2 separate regions of the Hordeum vulgare genome follow, and region 2 is linked to region 1. Evidence: chromatin contacts called from public Hi-C data. All regions are on one chromosome and are shown on one strand. The core of a region is the stretch at or near the end of the contact, and the rest is flanking DNA. Distances in the headings are between cores, read along the strand shown. Region 1 holds the start of LOC123409968 (cystathionine beta-lyase, chloroplastic). Region 2 holds the start of LOC123411082 (probable glycosyltransferase At5g25310).

Region 1 (4,120 bases), core at 950-3,449:
TGTCCAGCTATAAATTTGGTAGCTGAGTGCATCACAATATCTACACATAAGACAATAGAATGCCGTGAAGTAGACTGAGATAATATGCACAAGATGATATGGTGTTGTTTCCAGTTAAGTAATTGCATGATTCTATACCTGCTCCAAGTTCTATAGGCCGGGACAGTACTGGAGACATGATACTGTTGTCCACCAAAACAAGAGCACCGTGAGAATGAGCTATCTCTGCGATTTTCTGTGAAGTAGATAAAACACTGGACGGGGTAAGCATATTGCCTAAGAAAATATATCTGGATTAATCAAATATTATATATATTCTTCATGAGAACTGGTATGCATACATCAACACTATTACCTTTATATCAGTAATTTGTTGACGGGGATTGGTGGGACTTTCAAGCCAAACTAGTTTAGTCAAGGGTCCAATTGCAGCAGCCACATCGTTAATTTTAGTTGTATCCACTCGTCTATCACGCCACAATGCATATAATACTTTGTAAGTGAGTGAGAAAAGACCAATGAGAGAATCATTCAACTGAAAAGGGAAGAACTAACTTCACTACAATTCCATTTCTTGGGACAACTTGTGAGAGCAGACGATCAGAGCCACCGTATATGTCCTCTCCAGCAACTATTTCTTGACCTTAGAATTGTGCGTTTAGCCAAATAATTCGTAAGTGCATACAATAGAAATAAGCTTGAAACACAAGAGTAAGAAAGTAGTACATGTTAGATACTTACCAGACTGAAGTAGGTGTGTTACTGCAGCTAGTGCTGCCATCCCACTAGTGAAGCAGAATGCTTGGTCTGCCTTCTCGAGCTTGGCCATAAGGCTGAATGTGTGATCGAATTTATCAGTGCCACTGAATAATGCATATATTTACACTGCATACAGTAAATAAGAATAAGCAGTTGGACTGAGAGTGACCTCTGGAGAACATCACGAGTAGGATTGCCACTTCTAGTATAATCATAAGCTCCATTAACAGTTGCTGAAGGCTGGAAAGTAAAATTACTGGTAAGAAACATGGAAACAAGAGTGTAAGCAATGGGCCAGACTAAACGGTGCACGCTATAGTTCTTCAGTCAAACCAAAAACAATTATTCCTCGACAAATTCGCAGTACTGATATCTGCATACCAGAGTTCCTGTAGAAATATAAATATGATGGCAGGGGGGATGTATCAACTACATTCACTGTAGTATTGTTTTGAGGGACAAGCAAGAAAAATGATGTAATTAGCAAAAACTAAGATGTGATGAATCACTACAACTAGGTAATTTGGTTTGCCAGCTAAAATTTCCGTAACCTGGTATACATGGTGAGCAACGTTTCAGCACAAGGACTTTCAATTGAACTGCTAAAACGTCATATATTATGGTGCAGAGGGAGTAGAATTCTTCAGGCTTCGAGATGATTAAGATCTGTCTTACAAAAGGATTGCAACCGGCCAAAAATTTCCACGCACACTTGAGCACTCTATTCCATACGATAGAAATGCACTGAACCCCTAAAATGTCAACTGATTACCCCCCGGTACAGCAGCCGCCTAATGTGAAATATCAATCATAACTAGTAGTATGAAACAAATAATGTGCCTCCAAACAGAAGTAAAGCACATTGAGAAAACATTGGTTCAATTTAGGTTTACATGGTTGCCCAATGCAATCCCCTCTGTTTGCAACCCTAGCTACCTGCTTGAAGGTGGCCGTCTGGTACAGGGGCGTGCTGAGAGCCCCGTACTTGTCGAACGAGTTCTCGAAGCTGGTCAGTATCGTCGCCACGCTCGGCTCCTTCCTCGTCAGACCTGCACCCGGAAGGCGAACATTTACACACTAATTCCACCAGAACAAGCACAGAGCCCCACAAACCCACCATCTCCCGAGGATTCTACGGCCCCAGGCGCATCCAAGGAGACCGCGGACGCGCTGAGGTCGCGCTCGGAGTCGCCGGAGGGACCGGCGATCGCCGCCGGGGCCGCCGCCATGCGGTGGGAGAGCGCGAGGCACGGGTAGGCGAGGCGGGGCGTGTGGGCGGAGCTGGGGCTAGGGTTTGGGCACGGGAGGGAGGAGCGCGGGCTGGAGTGGAGGAGGAAGAGGCGGGCGGCAGCGGTGGCGACGGCGGCGGCCATGGTCGGCGAGAGTGGGGAAGCGGGAGTTGGTTTGATAGCGAAGTGGCACGGACTGACGGGTGGGTTACTATGGTCAGTGGGACGGATCGTTGGTGTACTTTTGCGGAATTGGATTATCGTGTCTAGATTCATTGGATCAGCTTTTTCATTCGCTCCCGGTGCGCATACCAGATTTTTTTTTTAATTATTACTCCCTCCGTTCCTAAATATAAGTCATTTAAAAGATTTCATTAGAAGTCTACATACAGAACAAAATGAGTGAATCTAACTCTAAAGTATGTCTATATACATCCGTATGTAGTCTACTAGTGGAATCTCTAGAAAGACTTATATTTAGGAACGAAGGGAGTACTTAGTACACTATTACTTTTATAAAATATTCCAAAAATGTATGTCGGCTCCAAAATATCAGAACTAGGACCCCGTCAGGCACAATTAGGTTGAAGAGCGGGTCTTTCGTGTTCATTAGGTCGAAGAGGGGCTTTTGGGCCACGCGTAGACCGAAGTGTGGTTTTCGGTCTACAACGGGCTGAAGAGTGGCCTAACTGGACCGAAGAGCCGTCGTTGGTGGGCCTTATGCCGAAGAGAGTGACTTTGGTCAATCCGTGACCGGAGAGTAGTCTTTGGCCAACGTGAGATTGAAGAGGTCAGGATAAGACCGATCGTCTTCTTCCTCCCGACACCGGTGCTTGCTCATGTCTCTCACTCTATGTTCTTCTGGTTTTTTCTCGATCCAGTTTGTTTCCACGCCATTCTTGCATCGGTTCCCCGAAGCATGGCCATTCCCGACGGCCTAAGCTTCGATATATCCTTGGGGTAGTCATTTTGGAGATGCGGTGAGGAGGAACCATGGTAGGAGGAGGTGCAGTTGGGGATAGTAGGTGTGGCTGGGAGGAAGGAGGTGCGGCTGGAGGGAAGGCTTGGTGGGGAGTAGCCGTGGTGCAACCTCTGGGAGCCGAGGGGGAGGCAGTTGTGGTGATGGACACGATGGTGCACGGGCTCCAGGAAGAGACAAGCTTGCAACCGGCAACTCACGCGTCGAAAGTATAACCATGTCGTCGAAAAATTTCTCTAATTAGTTCTCTATGTATATATAGTTTTAGTGTTTAATTAGTGTAGATGATATTGCATAGTGTTAGTGTTAATTTTAGTGTGATGGTATTTTTAGTCGGTGCATTTTGTACCAGTCATGATTTTAGTGTTTAGTTAGTTTAACGGGGATTATTTTTTCCTTGTGATTGATGGCAAGATGAAAATGTGTGACAGGTGAAAATGTTTGAACCGGTTATTTTTACTATTTATTATGGCCCTCATAATGTCCGATATAATTGGTTGGGGGTTGATCTTCGCGAGTATAAAAGTTGTCAGTTGACCCTTCCACACCCGAAAAGATTGGACATCACGCAGTTGAAGTACTGGTTGACAACTAGTTTTGGGCTTGATCTTGATGTGTGTTCTGTTAGCATTGATGCCTTATCGACCAAATCTTGTAAAAACATATGATGGGAGCTGACACTGATAGATAGGAGGCAGAAGTGGTTGGCTTTGTTAAGCGTTGAAGAGATCAAAGGAGCCACCCATATGCCCTAGTACAGCCTATGGCGAAGGGGGGAATACCACTGAAATCAGCGGGGGGTATGAACTCGACCAGGGCAATCAAGCGTCTAACGAGACCGGTCTATCCGGATCACAACCAGTAGATGTGGATGTTAGCCATCCCGGGGAAGGGTTGAATTAAGTGCCATACAATTTGCATGGTCATGATCTAGGGTAGAGTAGTTAGTCGACATTATTTGTTGGTAGTGGTTTTGCTGATGGGGACGAGGCAGGGGAGGAAATGCAGAGGGTGATGGAGAGGAGGACAAGGATGGATTGGCGAAGGATCTGGATTCTAAAAAAATTTGAGGAGGAAGTGAAGGTGTCGATTCCTTCTTCATGATATCAAGACATGTCGACCGGTCTTACAGTCAACGATGGCCATGAGACTC
Region 2 (4,364 bases), core at 157-2,656, 180 kb before region 1:
ACTATATAGGGTCTGTTTGGATCATAGCCGCATCTAACCACGCTTAGCCACAAGTGTGGTACCTATTTGCAGCAACAATTTATTTCACTGCCATACACTCCCTTCGTTCCTAAATATAAGTTTTTTTTAAAAAGTTTCACTATAAACTACCTACAGAGCAAAATAATTGAACCTACATTCCGTAATATGTCTATATATATCCGTATGTAGTCTGTAGTGAAATTTCTAAAAAAACATATTTAGAAACGAAGTGAGTATTTCTTTGGAGCATACCACACTTATCATTAGCACTTTTGCCTAATCTTTCGCACTTATAACTACCATATTTATTTATTTTGGGTTTGCCACAATTTGTTGTAAAAACGTGGTAAACTTGACCCACGTCCTCAACGTCATTGGTCATGAGACCAATGAAATTAATCCGTTTTGACCACACTTCTCGTTCTTGTTCTTGTCTAATTAAAATGGTAAGTGTCACACTTCAGGTGCATGGCATCGGTTCAGACTTGTTTTTATGCCAATTTCAGTTATGCAAGGATGACAAATTTTGGCGACACACAATAAAGTTGCGTCAAAAATAAACAAAAACACGAAAATTGCCATGCTCGGTAACTTGCAATTAAAATTGCCATCCCTATGGAGTAGGGTGTTTTGAAGCTCGGCCTTCACGGAGCCCTTTATTTTTGAAAAAAATCAAAATTCAAATTTTCCACTTTCAAAAAAATGTAAAATATTTTGGAAGTATACATGAATGAAATGTATATGTGTGCAAAATTCAGAATAAAATACCTTGATATGCGATCTATGCAAAAAAAAAAAACAAATTCATGTATTTTTGAGATGAATAGTATCACGTGTTAAAAAGCCACAAACTTGTTTTTCTACATAGACATCGTTTCAACCTATTTCGTCCTAAAAATTTACACATATGTGTGCTATGCCTTCATGTGTACCTGTATTTGTTTTTGAATTTTCTTGAAATGTAAAGATATGAATTTTGAAAAAACAGGCCTCTATGGAGATCGAGCTCGAAAAGGATTTTCGATCCCTATGTCACTAAATTTATCATAAAAAAACAGCTAAAGTTGTCATGTGCTTGTATCTGACGTGTGACACTTTATGAGGTCCTTGTCTAATTGACCCAGACATCACACATCCAGCTCACTGGCTCCTTGTGATCTGTGCACTACGTGGTCGCCTCCATGGAGTAGCCGCCCGATCGACGGAGTACCGAGTGAGCATTGAAGGCAGGGGCGTCGATCGAGACGGCCGAGGAGATCGAAGCAAAAATATTTCCTATTAATCGCGCTGCATTAATACCAGTATTTCCAAGGAATAATTGTATACATAGTACCGCATTATTGATTCCCTATTTCTAGCATATAAAATATCCAAAAAAAAAGATTTCCAATTTGTAGAAGGCTTGCGTAGAACGAACGGCGCCGCTGAACTCAATCCCTGGTAGCTATTAGCTGTGCTGGCGGCAGTTTCCAACCCCTCGCGACCTGCAACCCTGCTAACTCAATCCCACTCGCTGAACTCATGACCTCCTCCCTTGCTCATCGTCGTTAACCTGCTCCCTCTCGTCGGATCTCTCCGGCCGACCATCCAGCTATCCGTCCAGATCTCTCCGGCAGATGTGCCAGCACTACGTGCTCGATAAGGCACTGTGACGGGGATTGATTGTTTAGTCGAGGCCGGCAGCTCGGGCTGTGCACATGGCTGCCGCTGCTGCGCGCTTGCTGGCCGTTGCGCTCTCGGCGGCCATCCTCGTGGTCGTGGTCGGCGGCCGCGGTGTTTTCCCTGTCTCCGGCGTGGAGAGGCCGAGCGTGGAGCGGGAGCTCGACGCCGCGCGGGCAGCGATACGGCGCGCGGCGCGGCGCCATGGCAACAACGCCAGCTCGGCTCCCGGCACGTGGTTCCGCGGCGACGACGTGGAGTATGCTCTCCTCGCCAGGGTCTACCGCAACCCGGCAGCCTTCCACCGGTAAGATATTGTATGTCGACGTCGTCTGCCACCCACCGCCGATGCCAAACCAAACCGCATCCGGCGTTCCTTCTCCGGCCGATCTCGATTACTCACGCGCGCGTACTCATGGCTGGCGTGGCAGGAGCTACGTGGAGATGGAGAGGCGGTTCAAGGTGTACGTGTACGAGGAAGGGGAGCCGCCGATCCTGCACACGGGGCCCTGCAAGGACATCTACACCATCGAGGGCCGCTTCATCGAGCAGCTCGAGCTCCTGGCGCCGCCCGCGCCCGGCGTCCGGACGCGGGACGCCGACCGCGCGCACGCCTTCTTCCTCCCCTTCAGCGTCGCACAGATGATGCAGTTTGCGTACCGCCAACTCTCCTACGACCGCGGGCCGCTCCTCTCCCTCGTCGGCGACTACGTCCGCGTCGTCGCCTCCCGCCACCCCTTCTGGAACCGCTCCGCCGGCGCCGACCACTTCATGCTCTCTTGCCACGATTGGGTACGCCGTGCGCATGCACAAAATAAGATTTCTCGTTTCTTCTTCAGGTGTCCGTCCTACAACTACAACTTCACTGTCCGTGTGTAGGGTCCTGACGCGTCCAAGGGGGACCCGGAGCTGTACGCGAACGGCATCCGCGCGCTCTGCAACGCCAACACGTCGGAGGGGTTCCGGCCGGGGAAGGACGTGAGCATCCCGGAGATCAACCTCTACGACGGAGACACGCCGCGGCAGCTCCTGGGCCCCTCGCCGGGGCTGTCGGCGCGGCCTTACCTGGCCTTCTTCGCCGGCGGGCGGCACGGCCACGTCCGCGACCTGCTGCTCCGCCACTGGAAGGGCCGCGACCCGGCCACCTTCCCCGTGTACGAGTACGACCTCCCGTCCACCACCGGCGGCAACAGCAGCGGCAGCCACAACCGGCGAGGCCGCGACCGGCAGAGCGACTACTTCGCATACATGCACCGCTCGCGCTTCTGCCTGTGCCCCAGCGGGCACGAGGTGGCGAGCCCGCGCGTGGTGGAGGCCATCCATGCCGAGTGCGTGCCCGTGCTGGTGTCGGAAGGTTACGCGCCGCCATTCGCCGACGTGCTACGGTGGGAGTCGTTCTCGGTGTCCGTGCCCGTCGTTGACATCCCCAGGCTGAAGGAGGTGCTGGAGGGCATACCGACGGCGGAGGTGGAGCGGCTCCGGGAAGGTGTGCGGCTGGTGAAGCGGCACTTCACGCTGCGGCAGCCGCCGGAGAGGCTCGACATGTTCCACATGATCCTGCACTCCGTCTGGCTCAGGAGGCTCAACTTCAGGCTCGACCACTAGCCAGTTCAGACTTCAGATCACTGATAATAGCAGACAGAACTTTGGAACAGAGAACACCGTGCAACATCCTGGGTTCCTAATTTTAACATAGTCTAACATTTCACTCTCATACTACTAGATAATTGCAAGTACATTACAAAGAATATCTCGGGACATTTTAATAACAGTTTTAGGCCCAGTTTGGAATGAGGTCGTCGGGATGATTTTAGTTAAATCCGATGATAAACGTGAAGTTGGGGCGTGGTTGGACCGATTTTTTGCCGTCCGCGCAAAAAAAGCCCCGTTGGGGGGGCTGATGGTGGATTGGAGGGGAGGGCGAGTGGAGATGTTTTTAGTCTCGGTTGGTGTTCCGGAACTAAAGACCATAAAGCCCTGTTTTCCAGTAATGATGGGGTGTGTATGCTGTTCTTCTTTTTTGTCTCTCCGAGGGTTGCGGCGATTTCCTATATGACGTGTTTTGCATCAAAGTGTTGTTCCTTCACAGAAAAGGATAAATCAACTATACGTGATACGAGCCGGCTCATTTATACAATGAAAACATACAGGGATAGATTAACGAGTTGCTCACGGTTGTTAAGGCAACAATCCATAAGATCACGGTAGTTAAGAACAACTCCAACGCAGCAACCCAAATCGTTCGCCCGTATTTGTTTGGGTGAACGCGGACAAAAGTGAATGTCCAACGCATCGACCTAAACCCGAAAAGCGTCCGTTTCGCGTCCACTTTTGGTTTGACACGACCTAAACCCTAAGGCTTGGCTCATTAAGCTTGTTAAGCTTAACAAGCAAAATATAAAATTTGACCATGTTCATTAAAAGCTCGTTAAACTCGAGTAAGATTATGATGTGTCACTAGTGGAAAACATGCATCAGTCCCGGTTTCAGATGACATTTAGTCCCGGTTCTGCATCGGGGACAAAACTATCGGACTAATACCCAATACTTTTAGTCCCGGTTTGCTTACTAACCGGGACTAAAGGAGCTCCACGTGGTCGCCTTGGGACGCCTGGCAGGAGGACCTTTAGTCCCAATTTATAACACCGACCGGGACTAAAAGGCAGCCACGCCTCAGCAGCTGC

What was found. A called contact is a pair of places that touch in the nucleus more often than the background predicts.
Region 2: a contact with region 1 is called in a Hi-C map of seedling, with 3 times the contacts expected there. The contact joins the promoter of LOC123411082 here to the promoter of LOC123409968 in region 1. A contact is called at or near these places in 2 of 6 Hi-C or Micro-C datasets (leaf and seedling).

Annotation. Positions count from the first base shown.
Region 1 is chr7H:52,994,147-52,998,266 of MorexV3_pseudomolecules_assembly, reverse strand. It overlaps LOC123409968 (cystathionine beta-lyase, chloroplastic), which reads right to left and starts at 2,199. Exons shown (of 12, transcript XM_045102837.1): 1 at 1,877-2,199; 2 at 1,696-1,808; 3 at 929-999; 4 at 742-833; 5 at 556-643; 6 at 356-467; 7 at 139-235; 8 at 1-40. The coding sequence starts at 2,132.
Region 2 is chr7H:53,169,405-53,173,768 of MorexV3_pseudomolecules_assembly, reverse strand. LOC123411082 (probable glycosyltransferase At5g25310) reads left to right here and starts at 1,406. Exons shown (of 3, transcript XM_045104001.1): 1 at 1,406-1,987; 2 at 2,112-2,472; 3 at 2,560-3,517. The coding sequence starts at 1,719. The coding sequence ends at 3,285.